Linked DNA regions of Mus musculus: regions 1 and 3 are each linked to region 2. A link is a contact called in public Hi-C and promoter capture Hi-C data. All regions are on one chromosome and are shown on one strand. Each heading gives the region's core, a stretch centred on a gene start, on an enhancer-like site or on the middle of the called end of the contact. The rest is flanking DNA. Distances are from core to core; before and after follow the strand shown.

Region 1 (3,055 bases), core at 127-2,626, 120 kb before region 2:
GGTTGTTGTGGGGCTGGCTGCGGAGTTTGCTCCCAAGGTCTGCTTAGGGCGCTAGCCAGAACAGACCCGAAGGAATCCATGCCACTGGTCTGGCGGAGTTCCTGCATGCCTGGGCCCTGCTGGTCCAAGTTACTCCAGGTGGTGTTGAGACAGATATTGTGTTCTCCTCACCTCTGATCCTATTATCCTGGGTGTGTTGGAGCACCTGGGAGTAGAGCTTCCTCTGGGTGTTGTGGGGCTGGCTGGGTCCCGGTGTTGGGGACAGACGTTGTGTCCTCCTCACCTCTGATCCTCTGCCTCTCTTTTTTCTTTAAGTATTTTGTTTTTATTTATTTTTGCTGATGTTTCCATTTTCACTTTTTCTTTATTTTTGACAAATTAGTACATGTATATCATGAAACCTGACTATATCTAACTCCCATTTTCATCTTCTGGTTCCTCCATAGACTCTAGAATATGTCTTCCTTCCAACATAATGTCTCCTCCTCCTCCTCCTCCTCCTCCTCCTCCTCCTCCTCCTCCTCCTCCTCCTCCTCTTCTTCTTCTTCTTCTTCTTCTTCTTCTTCTTCTTCAACTTAGTATATTTAATTAGTGCTATATAAATGTGTGTAGGTGTGGGGCCATCTACCAAAGCATGGGAAATCTACTAGTGGCTTTGTCTTCAATAAAGAAGGGTCTCCAGAGCCAGGTGTGGTAGCACATCCTTTAATCACATCACTCAAGAGAGAAGCAGGCAGATCTCTAAGGGTTTGAGGCCAGCCTGGCCTGCATAGTGAGCTCTAGGACAGCCAAGGCTACATAGAGAGATCCTGTTTGAAAAAAACATACTAAGAAAAATCAAAGAGTTTCTCTCTTCTTCAGCAACTTTATCCACGGCCGGCACCTCTTCAGAAAGGGCCTCGGCCTAGAGATCACCTACCCCGTCAGTTGCCAGGGTTTTGGCTGATTTGATTTTATACAGGTCTTATGCAAGTAGCAACAGCTGCTGTGAGTTCATGATTGTGACAGCCAGGTCATGCCCGGAAAACAGCATTTCACAGACTCCTCCACGTACTCTGGCTCTTCTATTCTTTCTGCCCAACTTCTGTAGTGTGACTGGCCCTTGATAATAGTAAGGTTAATAAAGAGAGCCTGTTTGCGGGCTGAGCACTGTGACCAGTGATGCATCTCTCCATTGGCTCCTGCCCACTGCAAAACGAAGCTTCCCTCACCGTGGCTGAGTGCAGCCTGGGTCTGTGGACGTAAACTTAAATATTTAGAATGCAATTTGACAGCATGTCCATTTAGTAAAGGAACAGTACTAGGTTCTTTTTAAAGGATGCAGACTACTTCTCTCCACAGTCCTCTCTCCATTCTGCTGCCTTAGTTTGCAGCTGGTTCAGGAACAGTGCACACTGCCCTCTTCCACTGACGTGAGTTCTTCTGCTCCTATTCCTTTTGCAGAGAATTTTCTTTTGTTTCTTCTTGGTATTAGGGAGGGGAGCCTTCCTTCTCTTAAGCATCTTCCACTCTGAATTTAGAATTGCCATGATAAACTGTAAGACAATGTAGTCTTCCCCTTTCCTTCCTTCTTCCGTCCCCACCCCCCTCTCTGCCTCCTCCTCTAACTCCTCCCTCTCATTCCCCTCATACCATCTCCCTTTCTATTCCCCTTTCTCTTCCCCTTGTCTCTTCTCTTAACAAGAGTGGCCTGGAATTTGTGATCTTTCTGTCTCAGCCTTCAGAGAGCTAGGGTTATAGGCATGTGTTGCACCTAGCTTTCTTGTGAGATTTCTGTCTCCATAAACCCAAACTTTCTCAGATCAGTAACTGTGTCTTATACTTGTGTGAGGCCCAGTGCGGGTACCTGCCGAGGGCCTAAGGAACCCAGGGCTCCAGGAAGGAAACTGCACCTGGGTAAGAGCAGCTGCTCTCAGGTTCTAATGAGAACTTCCTGGCCACGTCAGCAGCTGCTTGCCATAGCAGTCAGGCTGTCTTCCCGTGTGTTAGAGCAGGGACACCAAGAGATTCTGTGGAGTAGTGATCTCAGCTGCAGAAAAAGTTAAACTGATGCCGTTTCAGACACTTCAGCTGACACACGGATGCAGAGTGGCCTCACTACCAATTAGTGGAGCTATTTTAGTGAAGGTTTGAATAAATCCTGACTTCTCTGACTAATTAGGTGAGGCTTTTGTTCACATAGACCCAGCCCTCAGTAAGTTGTATAGAAGGCACAGTTTACATGGATGCAGCAACTGACTTATGCACTTGCCACATGCTCCTGCATGTGAAGAGCAAGCTCCTGCAGGACGCATGCGCTGATGTGGGAAGCCTTAGCAGTGCTGCCACTGCAGTTGTGACTGTCACTGTCCCTAGAGACAGCAGCCTGCTCAGATGCATGCTCCAGTGCCTTTAGACTGGTTGTAGCAGAGACCTCAATATAAGGTGTGCGTTTCCACTCTGATTTTATATATACATACATATATATGTATATATTTATATGTGTATATACATAGATGCATATATGTGTATATAACATAACAAATATATACTAATATGTTATAATATTATATGTATATGTTATACATACACACACACATATACTTAAAAAGAAATAGTTGTATTAAAATTTGTTATGAGAGCCACTTTCTTCCCAAGTCAATTAAAACAGTGTAACACTTAATAGTTTTTGTTCTTACTTTTTCTTTTCTACGTGAAAGGCAGGGTCTTTCTATATAACCAGGCTGGTCTGAAACTTACTGTGTAACCAAGTATAGCCAATCATCTTTCCTCCTCTTTCTAAGCACTGAAACTATGGGCATTTGTTACTATGTCCATTTGATACATCTTGTACATTCATCCATAGGCTCCCAAATGCTGGAATATTTAGCCATACACACACACACACACACACACACACACACACACACACACATATGTGTGTGTGTGTGTATTAGGCTCATGACCAGGGAATCAAGTATGTTGACTCAATCTTAAGAGATATGTGTATTTCAAACTAAAACTTGCATTATTGTATCATAGACAAAAAGATATGTGAGCTAAACACAACTGTTCC
Region 2 (2,746 bases), core at 207-2,706:
GCCTCACACGGATGCCTTGCCCATGGAGATGGCAGTGCTGTGCAGAGAAAGAGCTGGACAAGGCAGGTTCTTGGGTCCCCTGGGCCTTCATGCCCTTGGCTACAATATGCACAGTTAGAGGGTCTTTTTTCCTTCAACTTAGAGGGTTTTGTTTGTTTGTTTGCTTGTTTGTTTTAGAGGAGATGTTTTGAATGTAGGAAGTTAATGGCAAAGGGTTGGTTTTAGGAGAGTGCTGTTTATCTGAGTGGCACCCTGTGTTAGCACCCAACTTTTTCTTCAGATGTACACAGGGCTATGAGCGTGCAGGCCGACCTTAGTCTGAAGTACTTGTCATCACCTGACAGCTCCTCTCAGTCAAAGCACCTGGGAGGGACATTCTTCTGTGCCCCCACAGCCAAGGCTTTCCTTCCCCACGGGCCATGCTCTGAGGCACTCTAGCAGTTTCCCAGGGTTAGGAAAGCAAAAGGCCTTATGCTTTCCCTTGACCTGAGACATACATGGGCACTTAGTCCCTTAAAATAAGAGAAAATTGAAGTAACCTAAATTGTCTTGGGTGCCAAGTGGCCCTCTATGATGAGACTTAAAAAAAAAAAAAGAATCTAAATCGAAATGCTTTCTCTCGGGCTGGTGCCTCCATCGTTGTGAAGAGCATGCACACAAAGCCCTGGGCAGAGAATGTATGTTTGATGTGGGTATGGGGATCAGCCTAGTAACTGTGAGGATGACCTATGTGTATGCATAGCTTTAAGGACTCAGCCTTCTGCTTGCTGTGCAGGGAGAAAGACTGGCCCTGAGCACTTAAGTTGCATCTCTTCGGGCAAAGAGAAGAGATGCTCCAGCCAGTTGTGCTTAGCTCCCGCCTCCCCTCAGTCCTCTCCAGCTGCCCTTCTGGGTGGCAGTGATTTGAGAATGTGCAAGTCCACAGAGCACCCCGTCCTAAGAAATTCAAATAAGATGTTCCCTCTGCAGTGGAACATACAGCTCTTATCAGAGCCCTACTCTGAAACTTGCCAAGGCCTGAGAAGGGCAGATGAGACAGATGGCCAAGCCAGCAGACTTTGCCAGTCTCAAGAGTAAGGTGTCTAATGGGAGCCCCGCACTAGGGCACTCTCTCCTCTGCCACGTATACACCCGGCTCCAGTGGAGGTTAGACATCTCTGTCACAGGTATTGATTTAAGGCCACCGCTCTGGCCACCACACCAAGCAGCCTGTTTCTTCCCTACATGTGGATTTTGAGATGGGTTTGGCAGTGTCGCTGCTCTGGAAGACTCGCCCTCTGCCTTCCTGCTGAAATTGGCTTATCCAACTTAATTAGATCAACCATTGGAGCTGTGGCCCCGGCTCATTCATTCCTCCAATTGCTGATGTGAAGATGGAGAGGGTTCTGTTAAGCACGTCAGTTTTCATGTGGCCAAACAGGTGTTCCGTAAGGGAGGCAATGCCCTCTGGAGAGTTCAGCAACAGATGTTAGGTCTTTTTGTGTGTGTGTGTGTGTGTGTTCCCTTTTCCTGTTTGGCTTCAGCATGAGGCAAATATTGTGAAATGCATGAGCCTTTCTGTAAAGCTAAAAGCTGGAAGCAGAAAACGTGCAAAAAGGCACAGGGCTTAAAACCCTGAGGGTTTGCACCTGCTAGACAAGAGCGATGGGCTTACCCTGCAGACCCTTGTCTAACTGAAAATCCAGGCTACTCCTGCAGAGGAGAGAATTTTCCTGGAGAAGATCTATGCTGTTACCTGGTTGGTCCTTAACACCCCCTTCCTCCTTAAGGAAGTGTTTAATATTCAGTTCATCCCACTGAACGCTGACCTGGGCTACTGGAAAGTCCCATCCAGCTACGATCCATAAAGCACTTGTGTGCAGGCTGCTCACTCCCAGCCATTCCCCAGGGAAGTCTGACGAGGACACCATGTCTGAATGAGCAGTTGAGTCAGGTGCTCCTCTGGCTCGGTCCTGCTTTTTTGAACAGCTTCCAGGTCAGAGTTGGAGTTCTTTTAATGGGTACAGCTGAGACAAACAAACAAACAAAACAACAATTCCCAATGTTATCCCTGAGCACATGTCAGCTAGTGGCCTTGGGAACATTTTCTTGCTTTTTTAGTTGTACTAAGTATTCATTCATTTATTCCATTTTTATCTAGTTTGCTGGCTGCAGATAATCCAAACCTACAGAAGGCTAGGCTCCCTTGGGTAGATAGTTAGGATGATTATCTCCAAACAGATGGTGATTATTTTAGATTTATTTATTTTGAGAGTGAGTCTCACTGTGTACCTGGCTGGCCTGAATTCGGTGTAGACTAGGCTAGCCATGCTGGATCAAAGGTGTGTGCCACCATGTCAAGCTAGTTTTTTTGGCTTTGTTTTGAAGAGCTTATAGAGTCAAATGTTGTAGGTTAGGACTTTTCCACCAAGTTTTAAAAAGCAGTTAGGACTGACTGGGACAGAGCATCAGCTCAGAATCAGAGAAGCAACTGGCTCCATCTTCTACTGAGGCTTGCCCTGGAAACTGCTCACCAGTACAGTGGCCTGAGCCAGAGCCAGATCTCCTTTCCCTACCTGGGACCAGGATTTGCTGTTTGGCCTGAAGCCTCTATGAGTCTTAGTGTGTGTATGTGCAGGCATGCTTGTGTGCTTGTGTGTATGTGTGTGCAGGCATGCTTGTATGACTCTGTGTGTGTGTGCCTGTGTGTGTTTGGAATGCGTAATGAATGTCTGCTGGCTGCTCTTGTCTCCATCTAAGTAAATGT
Region 3 (2,797 bases), core at 256-2,755, 88 kb before region 2:
CTTGGTTTTTTCACAAAGATTCATGGGGGAATTTATTTCATCTTCTGCCAACATAGAAATGATCAAAACTGTATTCACTTAGTGATTTCAAAATGGCCCGTGCGAGCCGGGCATGGTGGCTCACGCCTTTAATCCCAGCACTTGGGAGGCAGAGGCAGGCAGATTTCTAAGTTCGAGGCCAGCCTGGTCTACAGAGTGAGTTCCAGGACAGCCAGGGCTACACAGAGAAACCCTGTCTCGAAAATCAAAAAACAAACAAACAAACAAACAACAACAACAACAAAAACCCGGAAAACAAACAAAACAAACAAAACAAAACAAACAACAACAACAACAAAAACAAAACAAAATGGCCCGTGCATGAATCAAGGTTTTCCTGACTTAACCTCTGTTCCCAGCCAGCTACTATTGCCTCTGTCTTTGTCAGGTGGGGCTTTGATAGAGTGGGATGGGCAGATGGCCTAGGCTTCTAATGCTCCTTGTCTGTAAGGATACAAGGTGGAGGCGAGGCAGTTAGGCCCCACGTGACAAATGATGCTGGGGCTATCATGAGATGATAACCCCATGACAAATGATGCTGGGGCTATCATGAGATGATACCCATCTTGGCTTGCTTAAGAAGGAGCCAGGCCAAGACTTAGAACAAGGACAGAAAGGGGGCTGCTGTAACCATGAAGATGGCTTCAGACAGGTACAGCACACCCAGACCGCATGGCTCGCTTGCTCTCATGATGCCGCCTGCCAGCTGTCACCAGTGTGGCACTCTCTGCTCTGCACAGCCTCTTATGAATGAAGAATTTAGTAGCATCCATACATGCCACACTCAAACTGACTTTTCCATGGGAAGGGATTGAGAAGGAATGCAAATTCAACAAAGGGGAAGCCCACGAAGTAACAAGAGTCACATGAGCCCTTGTATTTTTCATTTAATCCTCATTGACAGACTTGTGTCTGATTTCGCCTGGACACCGCACTTCCACAGACAGTGAGTGCTTTGTACTTGGTGCTCAGTACTGAGGCTTAGTGCTGCTACACTGTTCTTCCACTGAATGCGCTTGGAACAGGGTTTCCAGTACTGATACATTGGAACTGAGTTTCCAGTACTGGTACATTATCGCTTCTCAGTAGACAGTGTTGCTCGACACTGCTACACTGTTCTTCTGATAGTGAGGCTCCAGGGGTGCTCAGCACTGAGTTATCAGTATTGCTGCCAGCTGCTCTCAGTCACGGACCCAGGGAATAGAGAAAGCACTTCATTCATACTTGGCCAGCTCATTTGTGCCTTCCCAGGCCCACCACATTGCTGTCTACACAGCATGGACTTGTTTGGGTAATTAAGTAAATAGGCATCTGAAAATCCCTCTTCCTGACTAGAGGAGGAAAGTTCACTGTCATATGAGCTGGGATTTCCTCCTGGCCAAAGGCAGCTTTGTACTAGAGCGCGTTCATTAACTGCAGTTGGCTTGTTTTGGCAGTAGGGACTAAGGAGAGGCAGACTCTGTGTATTTAACTCAGTGTTGATTTACTTGACATAGCCCAGTGCTGGGCACGGGGGCAGGTACTTCATGTTTGTCCAGTGGATGAGTGCACACATGAGACGCTCCTGCTTTCGTGTGCTGTGGTGGTTGGTCATTTTTAATCTCAACTCCACCCTTTCTCTTCAGCATCTCCGAGGTGTGTTTGATATATATTATGTTCAGCATAGTGGTTGGGACATGGCAGTGAAGTTAGGATGTGCTAGGAGAGCGGGTGAGGCCCACCGAGCAGCAGGTGGAGGAGCCAGGTCTGGCTGCCCGACCAATCACCGGACCAGTCGTACCTAGAGAGAGGCCAGGTGTCCTGTCTCAGCCCAGAAGAATCCTGCTGTCCAGCTGTACCACTGTTGCTGCCCTGTCCCCCTCAAAGATAGCTTATATGGATGGGTTGGGGGTGGGGCACTGTAATTCTTGGGACTGGTTGACATCCACACACAATGAGTGCCTTCTCTTATAGTCAAAAAGTGATGGGACCCTGTGATACTGGATGTGGCTAACAGACACACCTTCCCCAATCTCCTGGAAAAGAGGTACTTTATTGTACCTAGATAAATGCATATGTAATGTGTGTAATAAAGATATATTGTCAATATAGAAAACTTGGAAATCACAGCATACTCTTGATACTTATCCACAGGAGGTAGCCCTGAAGTAAGCAAGGTTAACTTTCTATCTATTTTATATTCTCCAGGCAAGTACACACACACACACACACACACACACACACACACACATCACACACTGCTGAGATTGTTTCTTTCACTTAACAGTTATTTTGTATCTTATGTTCCAAACTTAGTTGCCGACTAAAAAGTCTCCTTTTGACCTTGCCTCTGTAACCTGCTCAGGGCCATGAGCAGTCTGAAACAGGACAAATGCTAAATATCCCATGCCTTTCTTTAATGTCAAGGCTGGAAAGATACTAAGTTGCATCTAATTTAAATACAGGGTCATTAAGACGTGGTGAGAAGCAGACCCAGTGTCCAAGGGTTGGGTAGTAGTCAAGCCGTACCGCTAAGCCTTGTCCTCTCCTCCTCTCCTCTGCCCCGTCAGTGAGTTCAGCCCATGCACCAGAAATGCCTCATAGGCTGGGGTTTTCAGAGAAGAGGCCAAGTGAAGCTGGGTTCAGATTACCCTCATCTCAGGGAAGTAAGAATAACATCTGGATGTCTTGCCACAGCTGGCTCCTGGAGCTTCTGCTACTCTCACCACCTATGTGGATTTCTGGGTCAGCTCCCATCTGAGGCCTCTGGTGCTGTGTG

The links. A called contact is a pair of places that touch in the nucleus more often than the background predicts. Capture Hi-C pulls out chosen DNA fragments and counts their contacts.
Region 1: a contact with region 2 is called in a Hi-C map of muscle stem cells, with 1.9 times the contacts expected there. The contact joins two enhancer-like sites. A contact is called at or near these places in 3 of 484 Hi-C or Micro-C datasets (centroblasts, muscle stem cells and nephron progenitors), 2 of 115 datasets of contacts at active chromatin or transcription factors (bone marrow-derived macrophages and large pre-B cells) and 3 of 9 other capture datasets (adipose tissue, liver and pancreatic islet).
Region 3: a contact with region 2 is called in a promoter capture Hi-C map of pancreatic islet. The contact joins two enhancer-like sites. A contact is called at or near these places in 4 of 484 Hi-C or Micro-C datasets (bone marrow-derived macrophages, centrocytes, hematopoietic stem and progenitor cells and 1 more), 3 of 115 datasets of contacts at active chromatin or transcription factors (bone marrow-derived macrophages, embryonic stem cells and large pre-B cells) and 3 of 9 other capture datasets (adipose tissue, liver and pancreatic islet).

The regions. Positions count from the first base shown.
Region 1 is chr14:30,290,837-30,293,891 of GRCm38.p6, reverse strand. The region is part of intron 3 of Cacna1d (calcium channel, voltage-dependent, L type, alpha 1D subunit); the gene reads left to right. Among named protein-coding and RNA genes, the nearest start is that of Cacna1d, 61 kb to the left of the region's middle. Within about 2 kb of position 1,376, at least 58 of the 459 cell types and tissues checked have an H3K27ac peak or open chromatin away from gene starts, as enhancers often do. A contact at or near this core is called in muscle stem cells and pancreatic islet, where this site is marked.
Region 2 is chr14:30,172,156-30,174,901 of GRCm38.p6, reverse strand. All of the region lies in intron 7 of Cacna1d (calcium channel, voltage-dependent, L type, alpha 1D subunit), which reads left to right. Among named protein-coding and RNA genes, the nearest start is that of Gm52107, 51 kb to the left of the region's middle. Within about 2 kb of position 1,456, at least 12 of the 459 cell types and tissues checked have an H3K27ac peak or open chromatin away from gene starts, as enhancers often do. A contact at or near this core is called in muscle stem cells and pancreatic islet, where this site is marked.
Region 3 is chr14:30,260,424-30,263,220 of GRCm38.p6, reverse strand. The region is part of intron 3 of Cacna1d (calcium channel, voltage-dependent, L type, alpha 1D subunit); the gene reads left to right. Among named protein-coding and RNA genes, the nearest start is that of Gm52107, 38 kb to the right of the region's middle. Within about 2 kb of position 1,505, at least 12 of the 459 cell types and tissues checked have an H3K27ac peak or open chromatin away from gene starts, as enhancers often do. A contact at or near this core is called in pancreatic islet, where this site is marked.